Linked DNA regions of Sus scrofa: region 1 is linked to region 2. Evidence: chromatin contacts called from public HiChIP or PLAC-seq data. All regions are on one chromosome and are shown on one strand. Each heading gives the region's core, a stretch centred on a gene start, on an enhancer-like site or on the middle of the called end of the contact. The rest is flanking DNA. Distances are from core to core; before and after follow the strand shown.

Evidence for each region. HiChIP or PLAC-seq counts read pairs in DNA pulled down with a chosen protein or histone mark.
Region 1: an H3K27ac HiChIP or PLAC-seq map of skeletal muscle shows a contact between it and region 2. The contact joins two enhancer-like sites. A contact is called at or near these places in 1 of 47 Hi-C or Micro-C datasets (skeletal muscle) and 1 of 2 datasets of contacts at active chromatin or transcription factors (skeletal muscle).

The regions. Positions count from the first base shown.
Region 1 is chr6:135,463,956-135,468,563 of Sscrofa11.1, forward strand. All of the region lies in intron 7 of MIGA1 (mitoguardin 1), which reads right to left. Among named protein-coding and RNA genes, the nearest start is that of MIGA1, 46 kb to the right of the region's middle. Within about 2 kb of position 2,311, at least 14 of the 83 cell types and tissues checked have an H3K27ac peak or open chromatin away from gene starts, as enhancers often do. A contact at or near this core is called in skeletal muscle, where this site is marked.
Region 2 is chr6:135,183,732-135,188,864 of Sscrofa11.1, forward strand. All of the region lies in intron 2 of GIPC2 (PDZ domain-containing protein GIPC2), which reads right to left. Among named protein-coding and RNA genes, the nearest start is that of GIPC2, 32 kb to the right of the region's middle. Within about 2 kb of position 3,055, at least 17 of the 83 cell types and tissues checked have an H3K27ac peak or open chromatin away from gene starts, as enhancers often do. A contact at or near this core is called in skeletal muscle, where this site is marked.

The sequences.
Region 1 (4,608 bases), core at 1,061-3,560, 280 kb after region 2:
AAGGAGTTCCCGTCGTGGCGCAGTGGTTAACGAATCCGACTAGGAACCTTGAGGTTGCGGGTTCGGTCCCTGCGCTTGCTCAGTGGGTTAGCGATCCGGCATTGCCGTGAGCTGTGGTGTAGGTTGCAGATGCGGCTTGGATCCCGCGTTGCTGTGGCTCTGGCGTAGGCCGGTGGCTATGGCTCCGATTGGACCCCTAGTCTGGGAACCTCCATATGCCTCAGGAGTGGCCCAAGAAATAGCAAAAAAAAAAAAAAAAAAAAAAAAAAGAAATGTACGACAGGGTCACTTTGCTGTGTACCCCAGATACTGGCACAACTTTGTAAATCAACTATACTTTAATAAAGAATGTAAAAAAAAAAAAAGCTTAGGAGTTCCCGTCGTGGCGCAGTGGTTAACGAATCTGACTAGGAACCATGAGGTTGCGGGTTCGGTCCCTGCCCTTGCTCAGTGGGTTAAGGATCCGGCGTTGCCATGAGCTGTGGTGTAGGTTGCAGACGCGGCTCGGATCCCGCGTTGCTGTGGCTCTGGCGTAGGCCGGTGGCTATGGCTCTGATTCGACCCCTAGCCTGGGAACCTCCATATGCCGCAGGGGCGGCCCAAGAAATAGCAAAAAGACAAAAAAAAAAAAAAAAAAAAAAAAAAAAAAAAAGCTTAAACAGGGCTATATGTCAATTACAGCTAAATAAAACCAGAAAAAAAAGTTTCAGGAATCAAAAGAACTAAGTGAGCTAACAGATGATATTTTCCCTCAATGAAATCACTGAAACAAAAGGAAGGTTATCTTCATAATTTATCTCCTTCCCACCTTACTGAGTCACTAATTTTTTTTTTTTTTTTTTTTTTTTTTTTTTTGGCCACCCACAATAGCATGTAGATGTTCCAAGGCTAGCGATGGAACCTTCGGCACAGCAGCAACCCAAGCTGCTGCAGTGACAATGCCAGATCCTTAACCTGCTGCACCATCAGGGGAACTACCTAGATTCATTAATTCTTGATGTGTTATAACTTACAGTTTTTGCCTATGTGAAATAGTACATGCTCAAAACAGCCTGATCCTAGGCACTACCCAAAAGGAGAGTTCCACAACAGTTGTCTCTGGCTTTCCCTATTTATCAAAACTTCTTATATGCCATGATTGGCCAACATAACAACTGTGACTCCTAACTGGGAAATACAGCTGCCAATACAAAATGAGTAATAGAAGGAAAGAGAAAAGGAGTAATAGCATTTTCTACTCTTTTTTTAGAAGAAAGAAATGGATGACCCAAAGGGCCAAAAGTAATTAAAGGCAGGTCTGCAGTTATAGAGACTTCTGTGGGGCCACTAGAACAGCTGGTCACTCTGTACTACACAAAAGGCCAACGGGACAAGTGGGGGCAGACTCCAGCCCTCATCCTGGGCTTGCATCTTTCTCAAAGAAGGTCAACCTTTTTCTTATCACAAAGGTGCCCTCCCCGAGTTCCCATCGTGGTTCAGTGGTTAACGAATCCAACTAGGAACCATGAGGTTGCAGGTTCAATCCCTGGCCTTGCTCAGTGGGTTAAGGATCCGACGTTGCCATGAGCTGTGGTGTAGGTTGCAGACGCGGCTTGGATCCCATGGTGCTGTGACTCTGGTGTAGGCCAGCGGCTACAGCTCCGACTGGACCCCTAGCCTGGGAACCTCTATATGCTGAGGGAGTGACCCAAGAAATGGCAAAAAGACAAAACAAAACAAAACAAAAAACCCAAAGGTGCCCTTTCCAAGAGGCTACATGGGCCTTTATCTAAATCATACAAAGGACCTGGACGGGCTAACGTAGGTCCTAGACCTAGAAATCCAAGCAGATAAGACACAACTTAAATACAAAAAAGACAAAGGTAAGCAGCAGGAGCACCCCATCAATCTTCATTATACTGCTTTCATCTCTGAACTTACTCTGACTTGCATATATAACACCAGTTAGACCTCATTTTATAGCATTGTTAAACATTTTGAAATTGAGATTATGAGCTTTAATGCAAAAGAGGAAATTACAGGGCAAACTTCTCATGTGTTCTGCAATTTGCTGTCTGTATATTTAGAGGACTGAGTATACAAGTTAAGCCTGTAATTCATGTCACTCCCTAAAAATAAACCCTCAGGGAGTTTATCCTCTGGCCACAGTGATTTTGCAGGAAAGGAAAAGGACAAGGCCTTATAGAGTGTCAACTCCAGGCTGTCTGACATTTGACTCGTGATGATAGGTTGAGGTTATTTCCTTCTGCTGCCAAGCTCTTTCATTGCTAAATGTTCTATCTGGCTGCTTTCCAAAAAGAAAAGAAAAATATCTCTCCAGTGGTCAGGAGGTCCCACTTTACAGCTTTTCCCGGTCTCTGCCAGAGAATTTGTGCAGTCAGTACTCAGCTAGAAAAATTCCTAATTTTCTCTTGAAGGACGTCTCACTGTCTCAATGAAATCCTATGCATAAGTGAACATAAAGATGTATAAAATATTTACATTGTACCAGTCAACTCTTTCACAAGATCCTGCAAACACACAAATTTGACCATGACTTATAATTTTCAGTGGCTCCCTTTTGCCTAAAAGCATAAAACAAGGACCTTCAGGAGTTCCCACTGTGGGCACATCAGGTTAAGGCTCTGGCATTATCTCGGTGGCACTGGTTCAATCCCCAGCCTGGTGCAGTGGGTTGAGTATTGCTGCAGCTGTGGCAGAGGTTGCAGCTGCAGGTCTCATTTGATCCCTGGACTGGGAACTTCCATATGTCTCAGGAGCAGCCATTAAAAAAAAAAAAAAAAAAAAAAATCAATCAATCAATCAATCAAGGACTTTCTTGATTTATCTCCTGCCCATCTTTCTAGATTCACCTCCCACCACTCTCCTACATGTGCTGTGTTCCCAAGACATACCAAACAACTTAAAGTTCCCTGAATTAGTTCCCTCCACTCTACACCTTGACCCATGTTGTTCCCTCTCCTGGGAATGCCCTTTTCTCAAGTTCCTAGTGGACAGTCTTTCTCCAAGTGTCGCACTTTTCTTTGGTGTTTCAATAGCACCTTCTAAACAGATTATTACAGCACTTACTCCACTGTGGTATAAATTTTTTTTTTTTTTTTGCTTTTTGCTTTTTGCTTTTTAGGCCCACACCTGCAGCATATGGAGGTTCCCAAGCTAGGGGTCCAATCGGAGCTACAGCTGCCAGCCTACACGATAGCAACTCAGGATCCAAGCCACATCTGTGACTTATACTACAGTTCATGGCAATGCCAGATCCTTAACCCACTGAGCAAGGCCAGGGATCAAACCCACAACCTCACGGTTCCTAGTCAAATTCGTTACTGCCGCACCACAACAGGAACTCCAAAAATTTTTAATGCCTATCTCCAAAATAAGACTCTGGGTTGCCTAAAAGCAAGAATGAAATCTTCATTTTTGTCTCTTCAGTGCCTTATATCATGTTTGACATATACTAGGAAATCAAATGTTTGCTAAATAAATATTTCAGACCTAAGATTATGAGTTTGTTCTGTTCAAAAAATAGATTACAAAGAGGCATGAACACATCTGAAATATGAAAGCAATTCTGTTAAGCTACAAAAATTCCTAGTTTGTTTTTAAGGGCTAAATTTGTTCCTACACATCAGTATAAAAGAATTTCAAAGTCCTTTGCTTCAGCCAAAAATACAACATTTATCAAACTTATGGCTTAAGACTTGCCTGCTGTTGTGCTATTACAAATACATACTATTCTTTACAGAAAATGTAACCATACAAACTAAAAATCCCAATAATTTTAGAAGAAATCTAACTAGGAGTTCCCTTATGGTGCAATGGGTTAAGGATCCAGCATTGCCACTGTAGCTGGTGGCTTGGGTTGCTGCTGTGACAAGGGTTTGATACCTGGTCCAGGAATTTCCACATGCTGTGGTCATGGCAAAAAAAAAAAAAAAATCTAGTCAAAGTATAGATTAACAACCTTGAACATTATGTGTGTAAGCCATATCAACTACATAATGTGCTTAAAAAACTTTTAGCAGGAGTTTCCATCATGGCTCAGCGGTAACAAACTCGACTAGTATCCTTGAGGATGTGGGTTCTATCCCTGGCCTTGCTCGGTGGATTAGGAAGCTGTGGTGTAGGTCGAAGACATGGCTCAGATCCCGAGTCACTATGGCTGTGGTGTAGGCTGGCAGCTGAAGCTCTGATTTAACTCCTAGCCTGGGAACTTCCATATGCCATGGGTGCAGCCTTAAAAAGACAAAAACAAAAAAATGTAAGCATGCTTCATTTGTCATTAATCAGGTTTATTTTTACAATGGTATTAAATTCCGCAATTTAGGGAGTTCCTGTCGTGGCTCAGCAGAAATGAATCTGACTAGCATCTAGTGGCTGTGGTGTAGGCGGGTGGCTTCAGCTCCTACTTGACCCCTAGCCTGGGAAACTCCGTATGCCGAGGGTGCAGCTCCCCCCGCACCTCCCCAAAAAAGTAAACTCAGCAATTTGGTCCTGCCCTAATAGCCTAACTTAAGTGAACAAAAAATAATCTTTAATTCCTGAATGCACTGTTACAGAAATAAACTACCAAACGATGTAACGATGTATACTGTGTATGATATGATGATG
Region 2 (5,133 bases), core at 1,805-4,304:
GCAAACTCTTGGAACATTCCTCTTTTTTTTTTTCTGCTTATCGTAGCCAAAAAACACTGGAAGAGCAAGCCAGAAAGTAATGAAATTGATGACTTTACAGAGTGGGGGAAATGAGTAATGGGGATGGAGGAAGGAGTGACATTTCCAAATACATCTTTTATTAGAGTTTTGACTTTCAAAACTATTATATGTATTCAGAAAATAAAACTAAGTTAACACGGGAAGAAAAACTCAAAACTCAAACCAAAGAAAAGCAACTGTATTTAACAGTACTTCAAACGAATAAAAATCATGGGGTGGGAGGAGGAGGGGCAAGTGAAAATCTATTCTAAGTAGCCCCTGAAGAGAAAAACTTTAATTATACACGGACATTTAAGGACAAAAAAACTATTTTGTATATATTGTATAATTAAGGAAATGAGGAAGTATGTCAATGATGTTAAAAGTAAATATCTTAGTGGGAAACTATATATAAAATAGATAACTAACAAGGACCTACTGTATAGCACAGGGAGGTCTACTCAAAGTTCTGTAATAAAATACAATTTTAAAAAGAATTGGCGGAGTTCCCGTTGTGGCTCAGTGGTTAACGAACCTGGCTAGTATCCATGAAGACTCAGGTTTGATCCCCGGCCTTTCTCAGTGCATTAAGGATCCAGTGTTGCCCTGAGCTGTGGTGTAGGTCGCAGACGCGGCTTGGATCCCACATTGCTGTGGCTGTGGTGTAGGCCAGTGTCTATAGCTCTGATTCAACCCCTAGCCTGGGAAGCTGCATATGCCACAGGTGCAGATCTAAAAAGACAAAAGACAAAAAAATAATAATAATAATAATAATAATTGGAATTCTTCTGTGGTGCAGCGGGTTAAGGATCCAGCCTTGTCACAACAATGGCTTAGGTCACTGCTGTGGCCGAGGAACTTCCACATGCCATGGACATGGCAAAAAAAAAAAAAAAAAGTAATAACCTATACGGGGAAAAAAGGAATGGAGATTTTACATATATATATATATATATATATATATATATATATATTCATAAAAATGATTCATTTTGCTGTAAACCTGAAGCTAATACAATATTGTAAAACAACTATACCACAATTAAAAAAATGTTTAAAAGAGAGAGAGAAAGGAAAAAACTATTTTAGTGGGGAAGACAAGGAAGAACCCTACGGGGTAGAATCAGACTTGGAGACATAATTATGATTTCATAATTTCTAAAATACATGTTTTCTAACTCTTCCTGCGATAACTGTCAGGACCTAGATACAGTGACACTCTGGTAGCAATAAAGGCATGCAAACCGGCATTCGGATCTTGATTTTGAAATATCAGTGTGCACTGAAAAAACTAGAGATCCCTAAAGAAATGGCTGATTCCAAGCCCCGGGGAAAAGATAAAAGATGAGCTTAGAACATCTCGCTGCACCAGAAAAGAAGGAATTGCTCAATACAATCACGGGAGCCAGGTCAAAAGGATACAGGAGTCAGCTGAAAGGGACACCTGCAAGGCCAGATCTCAGGGAATGTGAGCATCAAAATGCCGGTAATGGACACGTTGAATAAGAAATCTTGTGTCCACGCCAATAGATAATAAATAAGTAGACTGCTTTATAACAATAGAATGTTTTAAAAGGAACAGAAAGAAAATGATGGAATTTTTAAAAATCGCCAGTTTGCAACCATTAAAGACTGGGCCAGACAAGACTCATCAATAAATACTAAATCCGTGGGGTGCAAGTAGGAGAACAAGACATTTACGTAATCTCCAAGTATCTCCCCACAAGTTATTTGTCATGAGGGATAATATATCTTTGCTGTGAATAAGACTGGCAGACACGATCTCACTCAAGAGACAAAAATTAACGTTATGAATAATGAGACAAACCAAGATAATGCACTTTTGAGGTAATACACTGAGCAGAACACGACATTACCCATCTAATTTTCCTACCCAAAATGCATAACCTATTTCTCAACATGAAGGGACATCCAAAAATTCCAAATTGAGGGCTATCCTATAGAAGGCTGAGAAATTGTTCTAGAATAAAGATGACGAAAAAGACATGATCGCTAAATGAAATACATCATCCTGGATTGGCTTTATATTAGGGGAAAAAAATGCTCTCGAGGGCATTATTAGGACAACTGATAAAACTGCAATAAGGACATCATACCAGTGACAAAGTATTGGAGTTCTCGCTGTGACACAATGGGATCAGCAATGTCTCTGCAGTGCTGAGACACAGGTTCAATACCCAGCCTGGTGCAATGGGTTAAGGATCCATCGTTGTCACAGTTGCAGTGTCGTGCGAGGCTGCAACTCAGATCTGCTCCCTGGCCTGGGAACTCCATACTCCACATGCCTTGGGGTGGCCGAAATGCGGGGGGAGGGAAAGAAGTATTCCATTTCTGTTAAGTTTTCTGAATTTCATAATTGTACTGTAGGTGTACTGAAGAGAATATCATTCTTTGAAACTACCTTCTGAAATATTAAGGGATAAAGAGACAATGTATCCAATCCATTTTTTCCAATGGCTCAGGAAAAATTACATATATGTATATGTGTGTGTACATATACACACATGTGTGTGGGGGTGGTGGGGGTGTGTGTAAGAAAATAAAGCAAATTTGCCAAGTGGTAAAAACTGGATTTTTTGAGAAAAGGGTATTATGTGAGTTCTCGGCATTATTACAATCTTTCAGTAAGTTTGAAATTATCCCCCCCCCCGCCCAGATTTTTAAAAATCACATCAACTTTGTACACAGTATGATACTCGTTTCTCTTCTAAGTTGAACTGTGTGTCAGAGGGCTGGCTTAGGCTCCACTTTCTCTTTGTTACCGTGTTCCCTGTCTCCATGGGGCTAGTGACTAGGACTCTGAGGAAGGCGCATGTTTGACAGAGCATAAAAAAATAGAAACAGAAGCTCCGAACATCAGAGGTTAAGATCTAAAAAATCCCATGCGTGTTTGCAAAACTTCCAAGCCCTTCTCTGCTGACATTAGAAAGGCATTGCTACATGGGCCTCACGTCCTGAACTTCCCCCAGATAATCCCACATGACTTTCCCAACTCACGGATTTTCCATTTGGTCACCCACTCAACCTTCAGCACAGTCATATCTTTTGCAGAGCTAAAAATAGCCATTCTGTCAAGTGGGAAGTTAAATAAAGTACTAGTTACAGTGAAGAAGATAACTTCCCCAAGGCTATTTTTTTAAAATGATGACAATGCATCAGCAAATCAAAGATTTCGACAAAATAAAGGCATGAAAGGTGCTCTGTGGCATGGAGTTGATCACTAATTCTTACCTCAGTGGGTAGGATTGCCAGCTCTGGAGCCAGATCTCCCAGATTCAAATCTTGAATTTGTCCAGCTGCCTAACTTCACCTTTTTTTTTTTTCTTTCTTTCTTCTGTTTTTTTGCTTTTTAGGACTGCGCCTGTGGCATATGAAGGTCCTCAGGCTAGGGGCCAAATCGGAGCTACAGCTGCCAGAGCCACAGCAATGCAAGATCTAGAGCTGCATCTGCAACCTACACCACAGCTCATGGCAACACTGCATCCTTAACCCACTGATCAAGGCCAGGGACTGAACCCACATCCTCATGGATCCTAGCTGGGTTCGTTACCACTGCGCCACCATGGAAACTCCTGCTTGACCTTTCTAATCCCTGTCTACACCTGTAAAATAAAGGCTGTAAAGTCCCTACCCAGAGATGAACTTCACAGACACACTGAACAAAAGCCAAAAACAGGAGAGTATGTATTATAGAATTCCACTCATAGGAGGTTTGAAAACAAGTAAAACTGTAGTGATAGAGGTCAAAATATTTGCTACCTTTGTAGAGGGGAGGGTACGGACTGGAGCCTTCTAGGTGGTGGAAATGAAATTTCCCTTGATCTGGGTGTTCTCGACAGAGATCTGTAAACATTCATTAAGCTGTACATTAAAGGTCTGTTATACCTCAAAAACTAAATGAAAACACGGTACCAGACAAAATTGTTGTGAACATTAAATGGGAAAATATATACAAAGCACCTAGTACATGATAAGCATTCAATATGTCGTTAGTCATATTATTATAATATGTTATAATAATAGAATTGTTATGGAAGATGAATCTTTTTATCAGTCCTCAGTTCTTAAAAGTTTTTCATACCATTTCAAACTTCTTTCTCCTACCTTTGCAGCTTTATATTGCCCTTTAGATAAAGGGATTTAGATAAAGGGATTATAGAGTTCCCATTATGGTTCAGTGGGTTATGAATGCAACTAGTATTCATGAGGATTTGGGTTTGATCCCTGGCCTTGCTCAATGGGCTAAGGATCTGGCGTTGAGGTGAGCCACGTTATAGGTGTCAGATGCAGCTAGGATCCTGCTTTGCTATGGCTGTGATGCTTAGATAATGGGATTACAGTTGACTCTTAAGCAATGCAGAGGTTAGAGGTGCTGACCCTCTTCTCAGTGGAAAATTTTCATAATTTATAGCCACTCTCTTTACCCTCCCCTTTACCACCCCCACTTTCCCATGTTAATGGTTCCACATCTGCAGATTCAACTGCAGACCATGTCATACTGTAGTATTTGCTATTGAAAAAATCCATGTATAAGTGAACCCACAAAGTTCAAACCTGTGTCATTCAAGGCTCAACTGTATGTACAGTTTAGAAATCTTTAAAGAGCTTTTTTTTTTTAAGATGTAAAAAAGGTGGCCAAAAAGATGTGCACTTGGATAGGAGTTCCTGTTGTGGCTCAGCTGTTAAGAACCCCACATAGTGTCCGTGAGGATGCAGGTTTGATCCCTGGCCTTGCTCAGTGGGTTAAGGATCTCACATTGCTGCAAGCTGTGGCATAGGTCTCAGATGTAGCTTGGATCCCACACTGCTGTGGCTATGACATAGGCCGAGAACCCATATGCCGCAGGTGTAGCCATTAAATAAATAAATAATAAATAAATAAGTTTCCGTCGTGGCTCAGTGGAAACAAACCCAACTAGTATCCATGAGGACGCTGGTTTGATCCCTGGCCTCACTCAGTGGGTTAAGGATGTGGCGTTGCCGAGAGCTGTGGTGTAGGTTGCAGATGCAGCTCGGATCCCTTGTTGCTCTGGCTGTGGTGTAGGCCGGCAG